2 separate regions of the Drosophila melanogaster genome follow, and region 2 is linked to region 1. A link is a contact called in public Hi-C data. All regions are on one chromosome and are shown on one strand. The core of a region is the stretch at or near the end of the contact, and the rest is flanking DNA. Distances in the headings are between cores, read along the strand shown.

Region 1 (6,843 bases), core at 674-3,173:
ATCGTCTTTGAGCAGTGCTTCAGCTGGGTGGCTTGCCAGATCAGCTTGATGTCCTCTTCAGAGATCTGGTTCTCTACCGCCAAAAAGTTGAGCAGCACGTGTGCCTGTTTAACGATTTCTACGTGCAGATTCGGGCCAAACAGGTGCTGTACAATATGATTTTCAGTCAGCCAGTTCGCGATGCGCTGCCCGAACAGCTCCACTTCGTTGACCGTTTCGGTGGTGCAGATCTCGTTAAATAGATTAATGTGTGCGTTGATCTGGGCCATGCCTGGAAAATATTTGAAATCATTTACTCTTATTATATAATATTTATTGATAAATAAATATAATATTTCAGCATTATTCGAAATGTCCTAATTAAGTATGTCAACATCGTAGGACATACCTGCCAGTCGCATGGTTAGCGTGGTCGATGTGAAGTACTTAAAGGCCAGGGCCAATCCTTCGGTGTCGAAGTTGACAGCAACATCCAGTGGGTCTCGCATAGAGGACCACACAAAATCGGCCATCGCGCGGGTTGCGGCAGATCGGAGGCTCTGATCCGACAGCTTGCACATGTACTGCAGTATCCGACTTCGCAGCGGCACGAAGAGCTGAGTATTACAGTGATAGTTCAGCCAAAGTTTCACATTTGAGACGGCAGCGGTCATCGAGTGAGCGGTGGACACTGGCAGATCGGGATGTTCGAAGCACAGCGACATGGCGCCAAAGCCGCCCGAGTTGCAGAACAGGCTCACATTCCGCAGCAGATAGATGGGCAGGTCGTTGTCGTGAAGATCGCAGATGAGGGCCAGGTGGTGGGCCTCCTCAGCCTGCAGGTCGTCCAGCCGAGAGTGCATGCCATGTTTGTGGGCGATGTACAGCGGGAAGTTGAGCAGGAACACCTTTGAAACGAGCACCAACAGTTTCTCCACCTCGGGCAGGATCCAGGGCTCCTCTGTGTACTGCAGGTGGGATTTGTGCTGAGGATTGGCCGTTTGCGGGGGAGGGGGAGTGCAGGGGCCAACTGGCGGCTTTTTGGCTGGCCCGTCGCCGGAGCCCTGAGCCTCCTCACCGGCGGACCCAGATGGCTCCTCCTTCTTAGGTTCTTCCGCTGGCGCGGATGATTCCTTTGCCTCTGCCTGGGCTGACGCTTCGTCCCGCTGCTGTTCACGCTGCTGCTGGGCCTGGGCCACCACCTGGGCAGCACTGGCCGTTAGCCGCTTGTAGTTGTCGATGAGGTGGTCGATGTGCTTCAGATGCTGCACCGTCAGACAGATGAGCGACTGCACTACCAGGTTGAAACGGTCATAGTTCTTGGTGTCCCGGTACAGGCACATGCACTGACGCTGCGGCCACGACTGGATGTAGTTGAAGGTGGTCTCGATCTCGCTCTTCAGCAGCAGCTGGAACTTCAGATCCGAGCTGGCCACGCGCACCTCATCTGCAAAAGGAATTCGGAATACTATGTGTAAGCAGGGGGCAGGGGCTCCGGTGTTCGTCTTCATTCTATTTTTTTTTCGCAGTGCACTTTTCACTTACAGAGCTCCAGGAGATTCTGGAAGTCGGCGCACACCTCGCACATGGTGCTCCACTAGCTGCACACCGAATCGGTAGCTTCCAGGGGTTAGGGCCGCCTTGCCAGCGGCGACGACTCCTGGCCGTCTATGGAGAGTAGTCGGAGTCTGGGATACGCTGGCGGAGTCACGGTCTGAGTTGCGGGCACTTGCTCTTCTTGCTATTCGTTGGTCGCTCGGCTCGCTCCCGGCGGTCGTGCAATGCCATTTAGGATGGCGCCCTCGCCTCTCAACACGGAACACTGTTTTTCGGCAACAAAAAAATGATAATTCTACACTCGGACATATATATATGGTAGGGATATATATATATACAATTACAATCGAAGCAAGAGCCAGAGTTGGAGCGAAGAGGCAGGGGCAGGGTTGTCAGGCTGTGTGCTCTAAATGTTGTCGTCTATCGTTTATCGCTCTTTGGCGACGTTCTGGTATTTGCAAACGCACCATGTGTTTGCCCGCCAACGGTCACTCTGGCCAGCCACCGAATTTCTTGCGGGCCGCTAATATTTGTTTACATGCTAATTGTTGACTGAAAACCTTTATCACTGCAATGGAGGACAGCCAAATGGACACAAGCTCGCCGACAGAGTCCAGCTCCGAGGTGAACTTCACTGCGGAGGAGGATAAATCGCAGGAAACGCGTTCCGCAGCCGGCGTTTGTTACTGGTGAGCTCTTTGTATGGGTTTTTTGCTTGGCCGGCTCCCTTCTATTGACATTGTTTTTAGCGGCAAGGAGCGCAATCTCAATATTGTGGAGCTGCTGTGTGCCACCTGTTCACGCTGGGTGCACGAGACCTGCGTTTCCTACCAGCTTGGTAAGGGTAAACTTCTGCCCTTCATCACCAACTATGTGTTCGTCTGTAAAAATTGCTCTGCCAGCGGATTGGAGAGCTTTCGCAAGAGCCAGGCTAGTAAGTGCAAAGAAGCCCCGCACATTTATCCCTCTTGATAATAACAATATCCACTTCCAGCCATATCCCAGATGTGCCACTGTGCCATTGCCAACATGCAGCAGGCGGCTTCCAGGGACGGACGTCGCCAGATTCAGTTTAGCAAGGACAAGGAGATCATACCGTACATCGAACAGTACTGGGAGGCCATGACCACCATGCCACGCAGACTCACCCAGTCCTGGTACAGCACCGTCCAGCGATCTTTGGTCAAGGATGTGCAGACCCTGTTCACCTACGAGGAGCATGCGGAACATGGCGCCATGTACGGACTATTCCATCAGGATCTGCGAATCATCAAGCCCAACTACGAGAGCATGAGCAAGAGCGGCGCCCTGCGACTCACCGACGATGGATATACTCAAGGTGAGTGTAAATAAGATGATAGACATTTAAATCGATTTGAAGTCTATAATTTGAATGCTAAAAACTTGACCCCATGTGTTATCGAACGCTCAGTGGTAGAAAGCTAAATGAATTATCTTTTGGCGGCCAAATTGGCAACACTGTTCGACCAGCTGATTTTGGCACAGTGGTTTTTGTGTCGCCTATTCCGCTGCCTATTCGCTCCCCCTATTTATCGCCGCTTCCTTTCGCACGCTCTTTCGCAAGTGTTTGCCAGAGTAAAGTAACAACAACAACTAACAAAATCGCAATGCGGATCGTAGTTTCAGATTTGCACACACACAGAGAAAGAGAGAGAGAGAGAGAGAGCCCCACGTAGTCAGATTGTGGGCGGGGCGAAGTGGGGTGGGGTGGGGCTGGCAGAGGCGCGCTCAACTTGGCTCATTCATTACAAACAAATAGTTACGCTTGGAACACTTCGCCAGTGTCTCAGTGTGCGTGTGTGTGGTGCTCTTTCGGGGGAATTGATTGCGATTTGATTTTGAGCACTACGCAATTGCAAGGCCCCCGCTCCTTCAGTTCCATTGTGACCGGGTCCTGCTTCTGCTCCTGCTCATTCTCCCTCCGCGATGGCGTCATCTTTTACGGACGAGGAGTGTAAGCCCGGAAACAGCACCGACCCGAACTTTGCCCATTCATCTACATATGTCCCAGCAATCAATTTCCTTGGTGAACGAATTTCCTTGGGGATAGCTCCTTCTGGAAGCATTGCAGATACGCCCCAAGATCTACTCCACTATTACTATCACGCATTAGCTGTTTTTATATTTCCACAATACATGTCTATTATTGGATTTGTAACTAATGATTGATCCACATGCTTCCAGCTTCCCTCTCCAAAAACAATCGACAGAAAAGGAAATTTCCCGGCACGGATTCGGGTCCCACGGGCAAGAAGGGTCGGCCCAGTTCCGATATTACGGCCAATGTAAAGTTGCCACCGCATGGCTATCCATTGGAACACCCCTTCAACAAGGATGGCTATCGTTATATACTCGCCGAACCGGATCCACATGCTCCATTTCGTCAGGAGTTCGACGAGAGCTCCGATTGGGCTGGCAAACCTATCCCCGGCTGGCTCTACCGCATCCTGGTGCCACATTCTGTGCTCCTGGCGCTGCATGATCGGGCACCACAGCTGAAAATAAGCGAGGATCGGTTGGCGGTGACGGGCGAACGTGGTTACTGCATGGTCCGAGCCACACACTGTAACGTTATATATAGATATATATAGTTCCCTGAAGAAATCATAGTTATATTGATTATCTTTTCCCAGCTGTGAACCGGGGATGCTGGTACTTTGAGGTCACCATCGAAGAGATGCCCGACGGAGCTGCCACGCGACTTGGCTGGGGCCGGGAGTACGGCAACTTGCAGGCTCCATTGGGATACGACAAGTTCGGTTACTCCTGGAGATCTCGCAAGGGCACCAAGTTTACCGAGAGCCATGGCAAACACTACAGTGATGCCTATGTGGAGGGCGATACATTGGGATTCCTCATAGAGCTGCCAGAGGAGGCGTCGCTCGACTATCTGCCCAACACATTCAAAGATCGGGTGGGTTTAGATTCTTGTTTTACTCTTTTCTAATCGAACAATACCGATCTTTTGTATTGTAAAATGATATAGGTCATCTTGATAATTAGCCTATATAATACCACGCCGCTGAATTTGCATATAATTGCATCTTTACAAATCAACCCTCCCTAATTAGCAATCTTGTTCAAAATCTATTCATTCTACAACAGCCCCTGGTCAAGTTCAAGTCTCATCTGTACTACGAGGATAAGGACAAGATCACAGAAACCCTGAAAAATCTGCACATCCTGCAGGGCAGCCGCATCGAGTTCTTTAAGAACGGTCAATCGCAGGGTGTGGCATTCGAAGACATTTATGCCGGCAGCTATTTCCCGGCCATCTCGATCCACAAAAGTGCAACGGTCAGCGTAAACTTCGGACCCGCCTTCAAGTATCCCGAGGTGCTCGTCGAGCACAAAGCCAAGGGGGTAATATATCTCGGTTTGTTCCCAGGAAGCTTAACATCTATTATACAATCCCCTACAGATGCACGATCGCGTGGAGGAGCTGATCACAGAGCAATGTTTAGCCGACACCCTCTACCTCACAGAACACGATGGACGTCTGCGCTTGGATAATATGGGTCTTTAGTGGGATATGTCGTCATACACATGAGTTTTGGAGAACTAGTGTGTTATTTTTGTATGCACTATACTTTGGAAAGCAGAAATTTGAAAAGACTATCATCATACTATCATACCTAAAACATTTAAAATTTACCACTTTTAAAGCAGAAGAATTTTAAGAAAACACTCTTTTGAGATCAGTTTTATTGTTTGAGGTTACTTGAAGGCTTTGAATTTCGAGGCACTGTAGGGTATGTAGAAGGCGCTGCTGGGCGCAAATTCGGTTCGCGGATGATGAACTGCCGCCGAGATAGATCGTCCCGTGGATGGTGTGTTGCTGGAAACGCTGGTCGCCCCAAATGGATGCAGTGTGGAGCGGTTGGAGGAACTGTTGCTGTGGCCATGGCTGTTGTGTCCGCCCCCGCCGCTGGAGTTGGTTTGGCTCGAAGTGGCCGTGGTGGTGGCCAGCAAATCCCTGCTGTGCCTGCCCAGATTAAGCGAGGGCAGGACTACCGCGTTCCTGTTGTTAAAAAAGCGATTGGCGGCCATGGGCATGTGCCAGGCGGACGATCGATGACTTTGATGTGGCAACACGGCGGACTTGGCCTGGTTCTGATGCTGCAGCTGCTCCTTCTGCTGCACCTGGGTGAGCTGAACGAAGCTGCGGTTGTTGAGCAATCCCCGAAAGCGCCGGTTGGTATCGAGCACATTGAGAATGGGCGGCATGCGCAGGCGTGCCGAGGATTGGGTGGTGGCTGAGATGGGCAGCTGGGGCTGGTTCTGCTGGCTGCGCTGTCGTTTGAGGAGTCTAACCGAAACGGAGGTAACCCGCAGATCCCTGTCCAGTAGATCCACCAGCTTCTTCTGGCTGTGCCGTAAATAGGAGTGGTGATGAGGCTGTTCTGGTTCTTCTGCCTTGGGTGTCAGAAATCCATCCTCCGCCTCCTCGTCATCATCGTCGTCGTCCAGGGAGTTCAGACTAAGATTTGAAATCGAGTCAATATCCTCCCGCGTCTGACTATCGAAGCTGTGGTGGCGCAGCGTTCGAGTCCGGCGGCCCAGCAGGCTAGGGAACTTTCGGTGCCAGTCGGCGATCTCGTTGCGCAACTCGGGCTCCTGAAGCTCCGTCAAGGGATCCTCGCCGCTCATCAGCCGCTCCACCCGCTCCCAGTCCAGCAGGTTCTTCTTGATGGCATCGTCCGCCCACGGAATGGAGCCCACCGAGCTGCGGTCAATGCTGCTAGAGGAGTAGGGCACATCCTGCAGGAACTCCGATTCATCCGGATCGTCCTTATCCGCTTCCTGTTCGTTGTTGTTGTCGTTGGCCTTGCAGATGGCACCCTCATTGTCCTCCAAATCCGCTCCGAAATAGTAGCGTCTGTCTGAGGACATCAAAACTGCTCCAGAAAAACGAGCTGGACTCGTTCTGCCTTCGCTTTCCCTTCCCTGCTCCTTGATCCTTGCACTCGCAAATCCCCGTGGGTGTCCTTTCGATTTATGTAGCTGTGCCTGTGGATGTGTTCCCCTTCAAAATCGATGCCGCAAAAGGCGGCGAGCGTCAATTGTTGTGTTGTGGCCCATTCCAGTTTAGCTTGTTATTTATTGTCCTTTTGTTGTTTCGACAAAAGGGCGCAGGCTCCACGGCGTTGCCAGTGTCGACCAGAAATAACGTTCGCTGGTTCAAAGTGGTTCAGAAAATCGATCATAGAGGGTATTCTTTTTGAGCTTAGCTTTTAAAGGGACAATAACTCTATTGAACTCTTATTTTAATCAAAACTTTGTAAA
Region 2 (6,796 bases), core at 4,112-6,611, 610 kb after region 1:
GTTCCGCAGTCGAAACCATTAACTGTTCCAACGGTGCCAATACCTAGTACTGCTCCTGCTCCACCAATTGCTGGAACTGTGAATCCACCGGCAACAACTGCTGTTCCGCCTCCTGTTCATATACCTCAAGTGGCTCCTTCTGTTCCTGCACAGCCACCCGCACCCGCCCCTGTTAGTGTGCCGTCTATGTTTAACCGTGCGTTGAACAATCAGCCCGTGGAAAAGGAGCCGCCAGCCAATGTGGTCATAACCAGTTCAGATCCGTTGCCGAAACCCACGACTGCCAGTGTCCAACCCACTTTAAGTGTGACCATTCCAGCACAGCATATCAAGCCAAGTTTGGTTCAAGCACCGGAACAGCCGGCACAATCGGCACAACCGGCACAGCCATCGGTGTCAGGAGTAGGATCACTCAGCTTTAACTTTGGCAGTAAGTCTTCCGAAAGTCCTTTTTCATTCAAGACACAGGTGGCTAAGGCAGCAGCCGAAAAACAAAAGGAACAAGAGGAAGCTGAGCAAAACCAAAGTGGGGCTACTGATCCCAACAAAACTCTGCCACAAGATACTTCAGCAGATGATTACGATCCTCGTCCCGATTTCAAGCCCATCATTCCACTACCCGATGAAGTGGAGGTTCGAACAGGGGAGGAGGGCGAGGATATCAAGTTTACCAGCCGAGCCAAGCTCTTTCGATATGTGGACAAGGAGTGGAAGGAGCGCGGGACAGGGGTGATCAAAATTTTATGCGACAAAGCCACCGGCGTTTCGCGAGTCTTGATGCGTCGCGATCAAACTCACAAAGTGTGTGCTAATCACACAATCACTGCAGACATTACGATAAATGTTGCCAACCAGGACAAGGATAAGAAATCCCTTCTGTGGGCGGCAAATGATTTTGCGGATGAGCAAGTTACATTGGAGAGATTCCTGGTGCGTTTCAAAACAGGGGAGTTGGCTGAAGAGTTCAGGGTGGCTTTTACAAAGGCAAGCGAGGCCGCCAAGTCGAAGGAAACCGTGAAACCGACGGTAAACACAGCGGAGAAAGGATCAACTGCGACTGCTCCAGCGGCATTCAAGAGCTTTGTAACCAGCACCCCAGCAGCCAATTCGCTAATCAATAAGCCTCAGGAGCAGACAAAAACTCAGCCTAATCCGGACCCACCAGCAACAGCAGCTAAGTCACTGTTTGGAACCCTGTCAGTCAGTGCTGCTCCTGCAACATCTGCGCCAGCCTCTGCCACACCATTTGCCAGCTTTAGCTTCACGCCGAATGGGTCATCAGGATTTGGAACTTCCACCGCCTCTCCGTTCGGAAACCTTTCTTTTGGTACCGCTTCTGCGGTGGGCAGCGGCAACAACACTACTTTATTCACCACGGCTTTGATCAAGGACAATACAGTTCAAGGCAAAACGCTTCAGCAGGAGTCACAATTAAACAAGTCAAACTCCTCGGACGCTGAGGAGGAGTATGTGCCCACCGCTCAGTTCGTGCCTGTTATTGCCCTGCCCGATATAGTGGAGGTGGTCACCGGCGAAGAGAATGAGGATGTGCTCTTCGAGCACCGTGCCAAGCTTCTGCGTTGGGATAAGGAAGCGAATGAGTGGAAGGAGCGCGGCCTTGGTAATATGAAGCTCCTTCGGGATCGCACTGATCCCAACAAGGTTCGCCTGCTTATGCGGCGCGAGCAGGTCCATAAGCTGTGCTGCAATCAGCGACTGTTGCCTGAGACCAAGTTCACTTATGCAACGAACTGTAAAGCGGCCGTCACATGGGGTGCTCAGGATTATTCCGATGAGGAGTTAACCACCGCATTGCTCGCTGTGCGATTTAAGTCGCAAGACATCTGTCAGCAATTCCTCGAGGCCGTGCAAAAGGCTCAACAAAGTATTGGAAATGAACCCAAAAAGGAGGAGGTCCCTTCTGCCGCTGGAGAAAAGGAGAAGCCAATTAAAGGCTTTGGAGATGCCTTTAAGCCTAAGGCAGGCAGTTGGAACTGCCAAGCCTGCTATACCAACAATGGCCAGGATCAGCTCTACTGCTTGGCCTGCCAGGAGCCCAAAGATGCCACTGTTCCCCCCAAGCAATCGGGGTTAGACCAAGGGAACGCGTTAAATCTTACCACTAGCTCCTCAAACAAGTTTTCGTTTGGCTTTGCCTCCTCAGCGACTCTTCCAGCCACAGGTGGATTTAGTTTCGGTGGCGCCACACAGCCAAAGGAGAAGCCAGCAGTGGCAGTTGTTACCGCCTCGGCTTCGGCACCTACGTCAGTTCAAACGGCAGCCCTTGGATTTGGAAAGTCTTCAATGACTTCTGGATTCGGGGACGCCTTCAAACCTGCAGTCGGTAGTTGGTCATGTAGCGCATGCTATGTGAACAATCCCGGAGAGTCTCTTTACTGCAGCGCCTGTGATGCACCCAAGAATGACACGGTACCACAGAAGGAGAAGTCACTAGGATCGGGACTTAATCTGCCACCTACCTCCAAGTTTAGCTTTGGTTTCGGAGCCGCAGCGGCTGGTGACAAAGATCAGGCTGGCGATGGAGCCACGTTCAACTTCGCTGCGATGCCCGCAGCTGTTGCTCCGACTACCTCAATTGGATCCAGCAGCTTCACCTTCTCCATGACCAAGCCCAAGCCCGACCAGCAGCAGCCAAATAGTACAGCAGCTAAGGAGGATGAAGATAACGATTCGCAAGAGGTGGAGGAGGAGGAGAACAACACTTACTTTTCACCAGTAATCCCATTACCCGATAAGGTACAATTATTTGATGCCATAAACCATATTTGTTTTCTTATTTAACAAATGTTTATTTCAGATTGATGTAAAAACAGGTGAGGAGGACGAGGAGCTATTGTATGTGCATAAGGCCAAGTTGTACCGCCTAAACGAGAGCGATTGGAAAGAGCGCGGCTTGGGGGATGTGAAGATCCTGCGCCATAGGCAGACCAAAAAGCTGCGCGTGGTCATGCGTCGGGAGCAGGTGTTCAAGATCTGTCTTAACCATGTGCTTAACGAGAATGTGGTGTACAGGGAGAAGACTGAAACGTCGTGGATGTTTGCTGTACACGATTTTAGCGAGGGCGAGAGTGTCCTAGAGCGATTCACTTTGCGTTTTAAAAACAAGGAGGTGGCACAAGGATTTATGGAAGCGATCAAAAATGCTCTTAATGAAACCGCAAAGCCGATAGAAGATAGCCCAGTGGTCGGCTCCGTTTCCCAATCGACGGAAGCAAATAAACCGTCCCAAAAAAATGATGGGGCGGCAAAGAGCAGAGGAGGCGAATCGGAAGTACTTGATGTTGGCAAAACCTCTTCTGTAAGGCCAACCACGCACGAAGTAATCCCTCCACTTCCCATGACCCTTCCCCTACTGACTCTCCCCCAGCCATTGGCCAAGCCTAACGATTACCAAACACCTGCCACCATATTGTTCAAAGGCAGTTCGCTGAGCAGAAATAACTCTTCGGCTTCTGAGGCAAGCAAAACGCCTAGTTCAGCATTCATTTTCGGTAGCACGGGTATGTATAATTCGACGTTGACCTCAAGATAAAAGGATCTAACCGCTTTTTATGTTCACTTCAGATAAATCGGAGCCTGGAAAGGATGCTGGCCCATTAGCTAATCTTCAAAAACTAGCATCAGGCGAAGGACAAGGAAACGTTTTGGGATCTATATTCCGTAGCGGCTCGTCAAACGAAAATTCGTCTGACGGTTCTGTCAAGTTCTTTTTCGGGGGTGGAAATAAAGCGGCTGAGCAACAGAAGAAAGATTCCTCAGAGTCTGTCTTCGGAGGCAATAAAGCGGATTCCCAATCGCCAGCGACCCAAGAAGCACCGAAGTTGGCCTTCGGTGGAATTGCCGCACCTGTGTTCGGAGACGCCAATCCTTTTGGAGGCCACAAAGTTAATTTGCAAAAATCAGATGGCAAGGAAGAACCAAAATCTATCATTGGCGGAACCCCATTGTTATTTGGAGGGTCCAACGCCTTTGGAATACCCAAAATTGAAACCCAGTCACCTGCTAAAGACTTTGTGTTTGGCAGTGCACCCGCTTTTGGACAAATGGCAACCTTCTCATTTACAGCTGCAAAAAATGAAAAGGAAAAGGACATAACCTCGAATAACACCACTGATCTTAAAGCCGAAGGCAAGGAAAAGAAGGAGTTGGTGCCGGAGACGACCAGCACATTTGCCGATTTGGCCAAGACAGGCAGCACGTTTGCAGATTTGGCAAGCAATCCGGGCGGCACTTTTGCGGACTTAGCGAACAAGACGGGCAACGACTTTGCCAACCTGTCGGCCAATAGCCAGGGCACTACCGTGGGATTCAACAAGTCCGCCGGGGGCGGCTTTTATAACCTCACGCATCAGAACGCTTTCAAGAACTTCGAGTCGCCGCAAGCCACAGAAGAGTGCGATGATGACGGCGACGCGACCACTGATGACAACTACGATCCGCACTATGATGCCATTGTAGAGCTGCCGGATGAGATAGTTGTCACCACGGGAGAGGAGAACGAGACTAAGCTGTTTGGCGAGCGGGCGAAGCTTTATCGCTATGACGCCGAATCGAAACAATGGAAGGAGCGAGGTAAGCTGTAGTAATAGTCCCTTTCTTATTCACACTAAAAGTTTTTATAAAACCAAAAAAAAAAAAAAAAGGTGTCGGTGAGATAAAGGTGCTGGAGCACCCGGAGCTGCAGACATTCCGACTGATCATGCGGCAGGAGCAGATCCACAAGCTGGTGCTTAACATGAATATCTCCGCCTCCCTGCAAATGGATTACATGAACGCGCAGATGAAGAGCTTCCTGTGGGCCGGCTACAACTACGCGGTGGACGCAGAGGGTAAAGTTGACACCGAGGGCGTCCTGGAACGCCTTGCCTGTCGATTCGCCAAGGAAGAGATCGCCAGTGAGTTCCTCAACACGGTCAATTCGTGCATAAAACGAGCCAAGGCCTTGCAAGGTGATGAGGAGAACAAGAATGACGACGCGCCGGAGGAGCAGGCGAGCTCATAAGCAAACCGGATCTAAATATATGTAGCATGTCTAGGATTGTGTTAGAATATTCATCCAAAACAGTAGCGACAATGGCTATTTCACATTTTGCTAATAAAATTTCGATAAACATTAATATTACATTTGAAATAAATTTGACTATTGAATAAAGCAATCGATATATTAGAGAGGAGACAAATTCGGACGTACAACCATATAGCACAAGGAAACTGGCTATGTTTTTATATATTAAATGTACCTCTACCTATTTTTAAAATATCGACAGCACTTAGATAAAAAATTAAAACAAACAATTACCTTTCGCGATAATCGCTCAACTCCCGATTGTTCCATCCCCAGCCGATAGTTTGACAGCCCTGCCACTGAGAGAGCATAATGACGTGGTGAACTCTGTGTGAAAAAAGAACAATAAATTGCCGACAAATCTCTAGTGTAATTAAATTAGTTACCGCATAGAAACGCACTAAACTGTGGCCAGAACTTTACGAATCCCGAATACTGTCTATATAGCAATCTCAGGAAACTGACAGTTGAAACAGCCCTACAACAAGGAGGAAGAAGAAGAAGGCGACGACGGGCGGTGCAGAATATGAATTAGAGAATAATTAGCGATTGAAGCGCGTCTAGTTTGCCAGTTGGCCCATTTCGTGTTTTGTTAGCCCCTTTCCGGCAGCCCCTGCCCCCGTCCCGGAAAATTTTGCAATTCCCGAATCGATACACGTGTGCAGCGAGAACAACGACAGCGTCAAAGTCAACAATAAAAGTCGAGGGCCGGAGATTAATGAGAGACTACCGACGACGACCATGATGAACGAGGACAGCAGTGCTGCCGGCGGCGGCGGGGTTAAGAAGTTCTTTCAGCGCCTCTCACAGGTAAGTAATTGTGGATAGCCCGTACGTGCCGGGAACTAACCCGCATCCTTTGCTTCCGCAGACCTACCAATCCGCCTTGGACCGTAGCACACCGCACACACGAATGCGCTGGGTGTTCGCCGGCTTTCTGCTCCTGCTCTTTGTGCTGCGCATCTTCATCTATCAGGGCTGGTACATCGTGTGCTATGCGCTTGGCATTTACCACTTGAACCTGTTTATCGCTTTTTTAACGCCCAAGATCGACCCGGAGTTCGATCCGTATTCGCAGGATGACGAGGACGAGGGACCCAATCTGCCAACTCGCAGCAACGAAGAGTTCCGGCCATTCATTCGCCGCCTGCCGGAGTTCAAGTTCTGGCTGTCGGTGGCGAAGAGCACGCTCATCGGTCTGATTTGTACGTTCTTCGATTTCTTCAACGTGCCGGTATTCTGGCCCATCCTGGTCATGTACTTTATCACGCTCTTCTGCATCACGATGAAGCGCCAGATCAAGCATATGATCAAGTACAAGTACTTGCCGTTTACCCGCAATAAACCGCGCTACCAGCGGGTGAATGATCTGGCGGGTTCCGGACCCGGTTCCGTGGCGGGCAACTCAAAGTGACAATTAGCCGCACAGACGTCGGACACGCGGGCGACGGCAGCGGGATCGGGTGATCCTTCAAATGCCTCTTCTGCAGCTGCAGCGCCACCATCACCAACCAGCGACAGCGCAGCGACCAAGGATGTGGGGTCGCCAACAGCATCGTCCATCAAACCACCGCAGATCATTGCCATTGAGGACTACTAGAGAAAGCTACCGAAAGCAGCCCGGAATGGGAACCAGCAGCATAACATCAACCAGAAACAAGCTTATAATATGATTTTCCTTTTCGGTTTGTGTAGCATTTTTCGTTTCAC

Evidence for each region. Hi-C and Micro-C count contacts between places; a contact is called where the count stands out from the background.
Region 2: a contact with region 1 is called in a Hi-C map of the OSC cell line, with 7 times the contacts expected there. The contact joins the promoter of CG11857 here to the promoter of puf in region 1. A contact is called at or near these places in 46 of 107 Hi-C or Micro-C datasets (the D17-c3 cell line, the Kc167 cell line, the ML-DmBG3-c2 cell line and 17 more) and 2 of 6 datasets of contacts at active chromatin or transcription factors (both in the Kc167 cell line).

What each region holds. Positions count from the first base shown.
Region 1 is chr3R:24,648,120-24,654,962 of dm6, forward strand. It overlaps puf (puffyeye), which reads right to left and starts at 1,924. Exons shown (of 20, transcript NM_170158.3): 1 at 1,525-1,924; 2 at 389-1,426; 3 at 1-271. The coding sequence starts at 1,567. ash2 (absent, small, or homeotic discs 2) reads left to right here and starts at 2,006. Exons shown (of 7, transcript NM_176558.3): 1 at 2,006-2,225; 2 at 2,286-2,470; 3 at 2,531-2,875; 4 at 3,742-4,122; 5 at 4,191-4,471; 6 at 4,663-4,920; 7 at 4,979-5,257. The coding sequence starts at 2,110. The coding sequence ends at 5,083. It overlaps CG31125, which reads right to left and starts at 6,701. Exons shown (of 1, transcript NM_170161.3): 1 at 5,252-6,701. The coding sequence starts at 6,450. The coding sequence ends at 5,275.
Region 2 is chr3R:25,253,537-25,260,332 of dm6, forward strand. It overlaps CG11857, which reads left to right and starts at 5,362. Exons shown (of 2, transcript NM_143105.3): 1 at 5,362-5,896; 2 at 5,958-6,796. The coding sequence starts at 5,828. The coding sequence ends at 6,500. It overlaps Nup358 (Nucleoporin 358kD), which reads left to right. Exons shown (of 7, transcript NM_143104.3): 3 at 1-2,757; 4 at 2,819-3,319; 5 at 3,389-3,521; 6 at 3,586-4,593; 7 at 4,665-5,136. The coding sequence ends at 5,023.